Linked DNA regions of Lactuca sativa: regions 1 and 3 are each linked to region 2. A link is a contact called in public Hi-C data. All regions are on one chromosome and are shown on one strand. The core of a region is the stretch at or near the end of the contact, and the rest is flanking DNA. Distances in the headings are between cores, read along the strand shown. Region 1 holds the start of LOC111900455 (probable plastid-lipid-associated protein 14, chloroplastic). Region 2 holds the start of LOC111900454 (stem-specific protein TSJT1). Region 3 holds the start of LOC111900451 (ATP-dependent (S)-NAD(P)H-hydrate dehydratase).

Region 1 (4,643 bases), core at 385-2,884, 440 kb after region 2:
TAGATAGATAGAATTAATATATTTGCATACCCGTCCACCCAAGCCAATGCTAACGCGATCACTGATCTTAAAATCAGAAAATTTAAACTTGATAACATGGCTAAATTCTTCTCCTTCCAAAGAATCCGAATCTTCGAATTCAAGTGGAGATAGGGCCTCTTTCTCTCTCGAAAGTGAACACCTAATTTTGATTTGTGATTTTTGTTTGTAAAATAAATCAAAACTAGTCCACATTCGAGGCAAGCAACTTGGTCTTATCAGTGTTGATGGAAAACTATTAGTGTAGCATTTGCTTGTTTCCATAAGGCCACTTAAATAATGCCCTCCCTGTAAAGTCATTTGATTCTGAAACAAAAGTGATTATTGACTTATACATGTAAAATGACCAAAAAGGACATTCTTACATATTTAGAAATCTAAACTTTAATGATTTTAGTATAGTTTTTTTTTCTATTAAGAGACACGGTATTTTAAAGATGAAAACTTTTTTAGCATTATACTTTCAAAAGAAACCTATCAAGACAATGCAGTTACTAATAATATAACTCTGTCAAACTTTTGGATCTACTCATGTATCTGTATGTATAGTTTCCATAATTCAAAACCACTTTCTTGTATTACATGTAAATTTACATGGCTTAACATGTTAACCACATTTTCTTGTATCTTAAATGGACACGTGGCTTATAAATTGGAAAACAATGTACTTCACTTACAATGATATCTAGTTATGTTGACCATTCCTGATGATTTGTTTGTTACTTTTAAATAAGTCTTACATTTGGTACTAAGAAACGTTTTTTCTTTTGGGACTGTGGTAATATATATCTTTTTCTTTTGGCCCATTCAAATCTAATTAAAAAAACAGATGTACATAATTCTTTTATCTAACTGGATCAGATGTATGGATGATTAGGAGGTTTATCAAGTGATTTTTAAAACAAAAGCCCAAACTATATCAACAAAATCAGATTATAACACCAAACATAAGTGCTTATTGTTAACAACTTAACATGTAACCAGATAATCACCAAACTAAATCAACAAAATCAAATCAGATTATAAGCTTCATTGATTCAAAAAAATTCATGTGCTTAAAATATAAGTGCTTTATTGATTAAAAATAATCATCAGCTTATCACGAGGTGTACAGAACCAGAAAAAGAAAGTGGAATTCCAAACCAGAAATTTTACTCAAATTAGGAACAAGAATTAAGCTCTAGATACAAAATCGAACAAGAAAGTTATATGCTTCATCGATTCCAGAAATCAAACATCATGTATCAATCGAGGAGGTGTAACCGGATAAAGAAAGTCGGACTTACCATATAAAGGGGCAATAGCCGGCGCCAGCGATAGGAAGTCTGGACCGGAGGTGAAGAAGGGTCGCAGCTCTTCTCTCTGATGAACGTTACGAAGGAGCGTGTATGGGGAAGGAGCCTAACAACGTGAACAGGGTATTCCAATTACGGAAAATTGGAACAAGAAGACTTGCCTAATCGAATTCGCATGAACAATTAGTTAGGGATGAAATTCATTTAGGGATTTGTTAGTTAACATGGAGGGGTGATATAGATTAACAGAGAGTGTGATGGTTGCGTGTAATAGATTCTCAACGTGCGTCTTTCTCATGCCTACATCCGTCCGGCCGGTCTATTACTGCTGAACGCGCGTGCCAAGGGACCGACCACATCAGTTTGACGGGGTTAACAGTTTTAGCCATGTTTTAGAGACCATTTTTTTTTTTTTTTTTAAGTTCACTTATCATGTAATTTTATTTGGTTTATGTCCAGCTAATTTTGTTTTTTTACGCATTTAGGTAACGAATTTCATTTAGGTAACGAATTTGATATAAGTGTTTATATATGACAATTATGATCAGATATAACAAGTTATAGATGGTCATAATGATCATGTTTGAACACTTTCAACAAGTTTGTTATTTATATATATACAAAAAACGAAGTTACTAAAATATGAACAAAACAAAAAGATAATTACCCTGATAATTCAATTTGTCTTCTTTTTTATTTAGCTCCTAAATTTAACTTAAATGGTAAATATTTTTAAAATCATACCATTTTGATAAATATCTTTTTTTAAATACACTACTTTGATAATTAAAAATTGCAGATCTGTCACACATCTGGCCGATGGCGGAAACGTTGGGCAGTGCGAACGTGGGGAAATTGAACTGAGACATATATATATAAAACATAACACAAGGTTTATCGCAAACATTTTTTATTTATTATAAATTATTCCGGGGTTATATTACTTTTTAAAAGACAAACACATTTCCTAAACAGAACTAAGACAATAAACAAACAATGCTTAAACTCCAGCAGCTTCTTTGTAGACTTCCTCCTTCTTGACACGACTAGCATCCTCCTCCTTGACACGACTATTCTCTTTCTCACTCATCTTCCTAAGAATATATATATTTTTGAAAACATCAATATAACATAATGTTGGTGAATGCATAAGTTTTTAGAGTTTTCGGCTTTTATTTGGTTATATTAGTTTAAGAATCATTTTTCTTTCAGAAAAACCTTTCCTAAAGTATTCTATCAACCCTAGCTTACTGTCTTTTAGGATTTCTAACGATCATATCTTATTATCTTGTAGGATATCTAACAATACAATCTTATTATCTTATTAGGATATATTTTATAAATCCTAATTTATTATCTTTCTAGGATATCTAACGATCTGTAACGGCCCAAAAATCAGAGTAAAATTTTTCATTTTGAAAACACAATGAACAAGCCCAAAAATTACCAAAGCATTGTTTACAAATCATAATAAGTCAAAACATCAAATCAAGTATCGATAACATAAATTGTGGGATGATGTGTATAATCACGTCTTCGCCTTTCCCCGCTCATCAAAAGTACCTAAAACACTGAAATCCAAATTGTAAGTCAAAGCTTAGTGAGCTTCCTAAAATACCCCACACCACAAACAAATACAAATACAATACAAGCATGCATACAGGGTTTCAACCCAACCATACCGGGTTTGTTGGTTTACATCACAAAGCAGTAAAACATCAACCCAACCGTACAGGGTTTGTTGGCACGTGGCCTCAACCCAACAATCCAGGTTTGTTGGCAGGTAACCTCAACCTAACCTTATTGGGTTTGTTGACATCCAGTCTTAACCCAACCATACCGGGTTTGTTGGCACGTGGCCTCAACCCAACCACACATATGTCGATATATACACAAATAAATAACACATAAAACTATCATAGCAGCCCTACAACTTAGGATACATAAACTCAATAAATGGGTCGACTTGGTGCCTTAGACCCATTGGCATAGTGGGAGAACGCACCTTACAAACCGAACACAAGCTGAAATAAGTCTCGACCCCAAATATCGGCTCTACCAGTCACCTATTATTCAATTGATAGTACAAGCTTAATTAATACTAAATTATCCAAAATACCCTTATGTCAACATTGGTCAAACTCAATAAATCAGTCGAGTTAACCCAACTAAGTCAACTCAGCCGAGTTGACTCACTCCAGTACGTGGGGCATTCTCGGTTGCGACCAAAACAGACGGGGGCCTGACCGCGTACACACAATGTACCTCCTGGTACGCCTAGCATACACAGTTGAATGTTCTTAACTCATTAAGGGCTTAATGCATAAGCCTTTTTCGACCAAACTACATATCCAGGTCTTAAATGTTGTCCTTGACCATAAAGTTTCCAACTTTATGGTCTTGCATAACCCTAATGTGCTTAACACTAAAAATCCCAAGATCTTAAGCCATTAAGACAACCAAACTCTTGTATGGGGGAGAATTAAGGGTCAAGAACACATTTTTATCATTGTAAGCCTAGAAAAACATCCAAAAGGACAACCCGTTTGCTCTATAGTATGGCATACACAAGAAGGCCATATCTGGGGACAAAAGTTCATAATATCAACATACAACAAGATTTATCAACTTAATAACCAAGGTATGAACTTTATACCTTCTAGAGGTTAAGGATAATACAAGACTTCCTGATCCAAGCTTGCTTCTAGCTTCCAAGCTTCACCACCACCTTCTTCTCCATTTGAAACAAACAAAACACACTCTCAAGCTTCAAAATGAAGAAATGGGGCTAGGGTTTGTATGGGGAAATGTTTCAAGTGATGGAGGCTGGAAATGGGATGAGAAAATGGGACTTAAGGTGCAATATATAGGAACCAAATCCTAAAGATTAGGGTTTGAGTCCTGGCGGAGTATACCATACATACTCATAGTACGCCCAATGTACTTGGAGTATGCCCAACGTACTCCATCAAATGATGGTGTTCTGCTAAATCCCCCTTACGCCCAACATACCATCTAGGTACGTCCCCCGTAAGGGCCAAAGTTGCCAAAAGTCACAAATTAAAGGGTTGGAAGGAAATTTAACAGGATTTGAGTGTAATAATTCTCCCCCACTTGGATTAGACTTCGTCCTCGAAGTCTGCTGAAGTGAACAACTCCATTTAATGCTCCATCATCTCTGTGAAACATTCCAAAAATAAGGTCCGAAAATTCCGTTTTAAATCATTAAAAAAAACCATAATTATCAACCATTTCATTCATAAACAAAAATCGTTATATCAAATCACAATATTATCTCAAAACATGTTC
Region 2 (4,274 bases), core at 249-2,748:
TAATGAGTATATAAAATCAAATACGAATTCGCGTATTCAAAATTTTGGATATGAAAAAAGAAATTTCAACTAAAAATCTAATCTAGAAGTTTTTATTTTGAGATAAGTAATCGTGTATTGGTTTTAAATTATGTAATACAAAATTTCTGAATTATTACACAATAAAATATTATTAAAAAAATCAGAATTTGGATTGGATCGGTTTTTTTTTTTTTTTTTTTTTTTTTTTTTTTTTTTTTTTTTGGATTTAAATACTATTTAAAGACCCATGTCTTCTTATGATACTAAAATTTAGTGTAAGATTCGATCACCCAACAAAAGTTGAAAAAGTCATTCAACAAATTAGAGAAGTTTAATAAGATAAGATGCAACTATATAAATATGCAATGAATTTTCTAATAATCGCGATCTTTGTCCCTTTTTAGGGTGTTCGAATTTAGGCCCAACATGCTGAGATATAGATTTTCTAATAAAATTTCAACTTCAAGTTACGTATTTAAGTATTTCAAGTTCAACATATTTAAAAAAATAAAAAATATTAATGATACCCATTATCTCTCTCATAAATATTGCCCTGTTTTCAGGTACATGGAGGTATAATTTATTTCATACCAAATTCACCAATAATCGTTACACAAAAAACAAGCTATCTCTATACCGAGTCTAAAAATATATGTACATAATCTAAAGACCGATGATCGGAATCTTAAGATCTTATGCTCTTGATTGATTAAATATAAGCATATAAACGATAAGTGGTAAACGATAAACATAATTCTTCTAATTGATCAATTTTGGAGGTTTGGATTTAGAATCAATGTTCATAAAACCTTTCTTAGAATCAATTTTTTTATTTTATTTTTTTATTTTATTATTTTTTTTTTTATTTCTTTTTCTTTTTCAGATTCTCCACATTCAATCAAAATAGATCATATATGAAAAATACCATAGATAAAAAATCGCTGAGAATAAGAATATTCTTCATCTGTCTAGAGACTCGAAACTCAGACTAGAATAACTTGTACTCAGGTACTGAAATCTGTATTCTGCGTGATGATCGATTCGATCATTTCGTTATACTTCACCTATCTTAATCATTAAGTATTTCGAGATAATTAGCAAGATCAGGCGTTACTGTTTCACAATCACCTAGATTCTATCATTCTAACATCAACATAATGATCAGATATCATCGGATTATTTAATTTTGTACCTCGGGTGTGTAATCGACTCGTTGTGGTGAGTATACGCCAATTGAACATCGTCTCCGATCTGCATCGACACAGCCGAGGCGTTGTTTCCGATGAACCGGTTAACGAGCGCCTTGGAAGAGATCTTCGGCGACGGTGTCCTACTTCCGGCAGCCACCAGCTCCTCCGGTGGTGAGACTATTGAACTGCTGAATACGCCCAACATCCTGAACTATATCTCCTCCTTAAATAAAATAAATAATCTCTCTTTCAACAAAGGAAACGGAGAACTGAAAGCATGGGAGAGTGATCAACCGGAGGTGCTGAAATTTATAGAAAGGGGATGAGGATATTATTGTCATTTCAACGCATTTTACTTATTGTTTTTTTCTTTTTCAAATAAATTGAAACGAACGGTATGTGAGCAATGGGACCCATTTGGGCGATGATTTCTGTGCGTAAGATAGCTTGTGTGGCCCACGTGTCCAGGACACTGTATTGGTAGGATGACGGGGAGAGATGGTTATTATATCCTGCGGTAACGTCCACGGAATCCTTTTTGTGGATATTTTGGACATGAAGGTCTCAACATCAATGTTTAAATGTATCTCACAAAAATTTAAATTTAAAGTTAACTAGAAATAAACATTTGATAAGGATTTAAAGTTATATAATTCTATATTAACTTGGTTGTACTTATATACATGGTAGATACCATAATAGGTGTTTTTTTTTTTTTTTGTTAATAAACATTTGAAAATGAGCCTCTCATGGATCTTATATATATAAACAAATTTATGTGATGGTGATGATGAAATTATGATACAAGGTTAGGTCCACAACTCGAGGATTAGACAGTCTTCATTGCAAATCATAGGTTGTAATATCCAAGTTTTTGACTAAAATATAAGTATTTGAAAAAAATATAAATCAAAATATTTATCAAACTAATATTTTTTTTTAAATTTATTTTAAATATCTGTTTTTTCTATTGCAGTTTTTTACTACAATTTTTATTTTCTTTAGTATTAGTTTTTTTTTTCATTATTTTTTACATTTAAAAAAATATATACAATTAACATAAATACTTTGATATTATTTATACAAATTATATAAATCATTTAAAACATCATATTTTAGCGATCTTAACTTAAGACTCTCATTACACATACGAGTTTTTTCTACATCCTTATGAAGCGTATTGATTATAATCACTATTTAATGGATTACTACAAAAATATCTATTTAATATTTTTTTTAATTATTTGAAAATGCAAAAAGTCCATTAAAAAAATTTAATACAAACTAGTAGAAGATCCCCATGCTTCGCACAGGTCAGATTTTTCTTGTGTTTTTGTTTGAGTTTGGAATCACGTATTCCATTATTTTGGAATGTCATTCTTTCCATTTTGTTAATCTTTCATTATATTTTCTTTATGAACAATAGCAATATGAGAGGATGAATAAAATACATTGCTCATGTTGGTATCAAATTGCAAGTAGGTTGCTATTAGTGGTAAAAAATAAAGTTAAAAAAATTTGAATTTGAATAAGTTGTTTAAGAATTTAGAGTCTAATCCTAAGTTGAAAAAGCAATAAATACTTTTACTTTTTGTGCTCCTGAAATGACAAATTTACCCCCTATTTCCCTTGATACCATCCTCACCACCCATCCTGGTTACAGAACTCAGAAACACACTCCTGAACTCGTATCACCAATCCCCAAAATTGGCCATAAAAAATTCAAAACCCTCCTGGTGGGTTGTTGTCCCCTTAATCAAACATATCACCTCTAAACCTAGGACCAAAAGAAAACATAAAAGAATAAAAAAACAAAAATTAAAAAAGAAGATATTATTTTCATGTTGGTAGCTTACCAAATATTGTGTAGCAGATCAAACAATTGTGGAGCCTGAAAACAAACCACATAAATTTTAATTTGAATATCATTATATCCATTGTCTAATATTACTAGTGAGTAAATGATTATATGAAAGCATAATAAAAATAGCAACATACTTAATATCTATTACCTGTAATATCAACACACTTCATGTTTTTATCGTTAATAGAAATATAATCTGACACTTGAAAAATTCTTACAAATTTTGTGTCACATATTACTATTAGAAGCTGCTATTATGGGAAGTGAGAACGTATAATCACATCGCCACATACCATAAAACATCCTATGCTACCTATTCCGGTCAGATGGCTGTGTCCTAGTAGAAATGCGTCCTGTCTCCTCACCAATTCAACCCCATTCCACATAGGATTATGTTTTACTGATTTTGCATCCATATGTCTAAATAATATTCACTTAATATACATACAAATCTTATTTAGTTTCATTTGAACAATTATTTAGTTAAAAAAACAAAAGAAGCAAACCATATATCAGTGACTGCAAACCTACAAATATTTTGGTTACAGCAAGATCTAACCCACATAATGCATCTATGGGCCATTGGCACGTCTATTGAATGCTATATGACCATAATCTTCATGTCTCAATGTGTCATATTAAGGATTTAAAAACCCATGATGCACCTAAAACAATGCAAGCAAGATTAATCAATGATCTCACGAAAAAATAGAAAAAAAAACAGTAAAACACCAACATCGCAATCCAAGTATGCTTGTGTGTACAAGGGGAATAACATGAGGAATTTTCAAAATGCCCCCCAATTTTACGTTCTTATTTATCTACTTATTGAGTTAACGAAATCATTTAATATTATTACTAGGGTGTGCCTGTGTGTACAACAGAAATTCCTAATTCATACCTCTTTTTTTGAATTAACTCAATAAGTAGATAAATAAGAATGTAAAATTGGGGGGGCAATTTGAAAATTCCTCATGTTATTCCCTTTGGATACATGCCAACCAAGCAAATTTTCACCCTTTCAAGCCCTAGGTTAGCATGTCTAACAATAACAATAAAACCGAGAGAAAAAGACAAAAATAGCCATTTACACTAATTACATTACAAAAATAGCAAAAAAAAATCGAAATTGCAAAAATAGCCCTCAATTTTGCAGATGGAAATGCCTCATCTGCGAAATCACCATTCCATCTGCGAAT
Region 3 (4,697 bases), core at 1,485-3,984, 300 kb before region 2:
ATGAAGTATTTTAATATAAATTACGTGCTATGTGTACATATTTTCTGAATACTTGTTGTCTATGCTGGGTGAAAGATTTTTATACATGTTTTAAATGATTTAAACTGTATATGTATTTTATATCTACAAAATGTGTTGGGTAAAACATGGATAGATGAAATAGTTGCTGTGTGATAACACAATGAAAGACATCAATGTTGACAGTGATCTAGTCATCTAGTGGAGTATAGATGTCGACCACGGACTATACTAGACAGTCCAGTGGAACGCTAGCAGGCTCATAACCTGTAGGTGTTTTTGAACTAGGTGCTCATTAAGTATTTTTGAACTGAGTGTGTTCACTAGGTATTTTTGAACTGAGTCTATTCACTATGTATTTTTGAACTGAGTGTGTTCACTAGGTATTTTGAACTGAGTGTGTTCGCTAGGTATTTTGAACTAAGTGTGTTCATCAGTTATTTTTTAACTAAGTGTTTACCAGATGTTTTGGACTACGTGTTCACCAGTTGTAATCTATAAACCTTGGTAACGATGGACTTCGTACATATTCCTTAGGATGATCCTTAGGAATAAATGAACGAGGAATAGCTGATTCTTAGGATAAATCCTTAAGAGTAAAGAAGATAATGGGGATGGGTAATTGGGTTAACTGTTTGATGATTAAACATAATAATTATCTTATTGTGGGTTGAAAACCCTATGTACTCGCTAGGTTTCCCAACCTGACCCACTAAGTTTATTTATATCACAGGTGCTGATATGAAGTCACATTACACTGAGAGATTAAGGAGATATAAATCACTAGTGATAATAAATGTAAGTTCTGTTTATGCTTATGTTTCTATATTGACGATGACATCCCAAATGTTCTAAAATGAATAAAAATAGTTTTCTTCGGAAATGCCTTGATAACGTATTTATCATGCTTTACTGGGAACAAATTCCGCATCATTTTTATTAAAAGAGGTACTCTGATTTTTATAAAGCATAAAAATAATCAGTCTTTTCTGGCCGTGAAAATGGGGATGTCACAAGATTCAAAGGTGTGATACCTACATACCATGATTGAATGAATTCGTCCCCCTAAGGTCCTAAATCCTAATCCAGTGAGCTTTTTCTAGTATTTCAAATTTCTTTATATGCTACGTATTGAACTTCATAATCCCATATTCCCCTAATTCTTATTAGATGTGCTTTTATTGAATGCTTTTTGAGTGATTTATGTCCTTTTGGAGTTCAAGTAGCCAACAACTAAGTAATTTATTCCCTTTCTCGAGTTCCAACAGCCAAGTAGTAAGTTTTTCTATTCCTAACTCTAGTAATCTAATTAGATGCCTTTTAAATGAATGCTTATTGTTAGTTTTCTTCCACATATTGTTTTCTATGACTTGAAATAGTATGGTCTAAACTTTTGTGAAACCTTTCCAAAATTATGAATTTTTTTTAATTTATATCATTAGTATATTAATGTTTCTGATGAAGCAATGTAAGTAAACACACTCCCTATAAATTTATAAGCTTATTGTAGTGTGAAGAAATGGTTGAAGTAAACAAGGCAAGACAATTGGATCATGAATCTCTTTTGAAGAAACAAAAGAGAATAAAGAATGTTCTTTAGCAAAGAAGCACGAGAATGAACTCTCGAGGAAGGAAAATGTTGCTAACAGGAAGCATGAAGTTGATAACCAAAGAAGTAAAATAGTACCCCAAAGAATATGAGGACCAAATATAGTTAATTAGTCATATTTACTGCCTCTTTATACAATGTTCATATTTAATAATCTATGTACATGGATAGCAGATTCAATTTGAACCCATAACCAATGATGTTGTTCATCCTTCGTATTCGTGGGTCGGTGCTTATATTACCAATAAATTAGCAATCTTGAGTACTGTATTTTGTTTTTTTATTATTAACAATCATATAGTAATTAATGTAATTGCTTCAACAAATGTACAAATTGTTTAGGTGATTTTTGCTAACTTTTTACATGTATTGATTTGAGTTTTAGTTAATTGATGAAATTTACAACACTTTTGTTTTATAAAATTTTGTAATATGTGTGTTGTGTGTTGGGTGACACGAACAAATGGACATTATTATTAGACTCGCCCAAGGCAACATGTAGAGGTTTGGGCCCAATTTCGAAAATTAGGCCATATGTTGGGCTTTGGCTCATTGTTTGACTTTGGGCCCTTGGAGTGTGAGTGTGGGCCTTGGGCTTGGATCAAGCTAGGTTGGGGGTAAAGTAGTCTTTTTACCCCAATCATGGACTTATGGTTATGTATTAGAACCCAATTATTAATTGGGTGTTGTTTTGATATTGACAATTTGGGAATTTGTCATCCAACAGCTAGAGTTTTATCAAAGGATGACAAAAAACCCCGAACTTGACGGGAAAACCCGATTCCCGAAGTTTTTGGGTCGGTTTGGGTTACTATTATCGAGTATTGGGTCATTATCGGGTTTTTTGTTCGGGTTCGGGCAGGGAGTGGGATATGCGTGCCCCGACCTGCCCCGCATTAAAATATCTCTCTCTCTCTCTCTCTCTATATATATATATATATATATATATATATATATATATATATATATATATATATATATATATATATATATATATATATATATATATATATATATATATATATATATATATATATATATATATATAATTACATTTAAACCCCCTTAAAGAATTAACCCTAAAAAAAGGGCTAGGGTTCGCTCTATATTTCTATTGATCTACTCCAGCTCCAGCCGACAAGACACTCCCAAAGCCAATGACCCAAATCGAAATTACATTCTCAGTTCTTCAGACTTCAATATTCATACGTTCAAGTCGCATAGAGATTAGAGAGATGAGAATTAGAGACGACACTCCATCGGCGATCTCGTGAACAACTGAACACCGACTTCAACTCCGGCGTACCAATCTTCTGGTCAACGACAACTGGTAACCCCTTATGCTCTTTGTGCTTGTGGTTTAGCCTTGGTTCCTCGTTCAACAACTGAACACATAATTTAACCTTTCGCTCGGTTCCTCATTCCTTTTCCTTTGTGGCAGGCTCGCACCAGCAATTGCAAGCAGGTAAGATTAAGTATTTTTTGTTTATTCCATTGGAAGTACATTTATTGAACATATAGGTTTACCTATTAAAATACACATAAATCTGATTTCGAAGCACATCTGACCTTGTGAGGTGTGAGTTGGGACATGTTCAGACCTTGTGAGTTATGACCTATTAAGTATTATTTTTTTTACTGTTGAATCTAATTTCGAATTTGTTGAATTGATTTTTTAATCTGATTAATGTTAGTAGAGATAGGGAAAAAAAAGGAAAAGAATGTTCTGCATACTGAACCACAAACTATTATGACAATTTGATTTATTGACAATAATTCTAGAAGTATGTTAGATGAATATTGATAAGAAATTCAATCATCTAGATTGATAATAAGTGTGGATAACTGCTCGATCAAATCAAGTTAAGTTACAATGAATAGCACACTAAAAATCAGAACTCAGAAGCTTGGTTTAAAAAAGCGCCTTAATGCGCTAGGCGCCCAAGCGATGACCAAAAGCACATCAAGTAATGAGATGCGATGCGATTCCCTTAGTCGGTCGCATTTTCCCGCTTTTTACCGCATTGCGCTTCGGCACTTAATACCGCTTAGGGTAATTAATAGAAAATGGGCTTTTAATTAAGTTAGACGGGCCAATAGGTTTAATTAAGTTAGACGGGCCAATAGGTTTAATTAAGTTAGAATAGGTTTATATAAATAAAGGAAAGAGATGTAGAATCAATATTGTTAGAGGTGGTAAAAACAATTACACAAACAAAGCAAATCGTATCATCGCTCCAACTCATCTTCTCCAAGTAATCAGAAATCAACTCTGCTAATGTTTTCTACTTCCATTCCATTATACTAATCTACATATTCTATTCTCTTCTCAAGTCTAAAACTCTAAAGTCTGACAGTCTGAAGTATGAAATTTGGTCATTATATTTATACGTTTTCTGTTAAGTTGTTTGCTATTAACGTGTGTTACCTAACTGTTAAGTCATACACATAATTCATAAGTTATTTGTTATCATGCATGATAGTTTAGACGATTTCTAGTATCAGTACTTAGGATTTAATATGATACTACTATGATTTTACGAGATTTTTAAGTATTTATAAGTATTTTCATATCTTTTATATTTTTTTCAATTTGGGGCGCATCGTGTGCTCTAGGCGAGCGCTTTCGCTTAGCGCTTAGCGCATCGGTCCCCAAAGGCTTTAGCGCTTTAGGGCGCTTTACGCTTTTTAAAACCAAGCTCAGAAGGTAGGATTCGGAAGTAACTAGTATATAAAGAATCAAACGAATGGATCCAAAGATTTGAATGAAATTTACAACATACTATATGATGATAATGTGATAATGAGATAATGTCCACCTTTGAATTGATTTCTCATTATGATTTTTGATTTTTGATTAAATCAAGTGTTAACTATTAAATCTAGACTAAAGCTCTCTTTTCTCTGTATAGTATTATCGTGGTTTAGTTTTTTTAATGTGTAGGGAATGGGTATGCTCCTAATTCAGGAAGAACATCATAAATGTGAAGAAAGAGTAAGAATTTACATCTTTTAATTGGTGGTAATATAGTCATTAATCATTTCATAATATATATATATATATATATAT

The links. Hi-C and Micro-C count contacts between places; a contact is called where the count stands out from the background.
Region 1: a contact with region 2 is called in a Hi-C map of seed, with 4 times the contacts expected there. The contact joins the promoter of LOC111900455 here to the promoter of LOC111900454 in region 2. A contact is called at or near these places in 2 of 4 Hi-C or Micro-C datasets (leaf and seed).
Region 3: a Hi-C map of bud shows a contact between it and region 2, with 5 times the contacts expected there. The contact joins the promoter of LOC111900451 here to the promoter of LOC111900454 in region 2. A contact is called at or near these places in 3 of 4 Hi-C or Micro-C datasets (bud and leaf).

The regions. Positions count from the first base shown.
Region 1 is chr5:191,716,540-191,721,182 of Lsat_Salinas_v11, forward strand. LOC111900455 (probable plastid-lipid-associated protein 14, chloroplastic) reads right to left here and starts at 1,635. Exons shown (of 14, transcript XM_052764408.1): 1 at 1,326-1,635; 2 at 31-327. The coding sequence starts at 1,328.
Region 2 is chr5:191,273,522-191,277,795 of Lsat_Salinas_v11, forward strand. It overlaps LOC111900454 (stem-specific protein TSJT1), which reads right to left and starts at 1,499. Exons shown (of 5, transcript XM_023896342.3): 1 at 1,214-1,499. The coding sequence starts at 1,416.
Region 3 is chr5:190,973,749-190,978,445 of Lsat_Salinas_v11, forward strand. It overlaps LOC111900451 (ATP-dependent (S)-NAD(P)H-hydrate dehydratase), which reads left to right and starts at 2,735. Exons shown (of 12, transcript XM_052764406.1): 1 at 2,735-2,957; 2 at 3,069-3,092.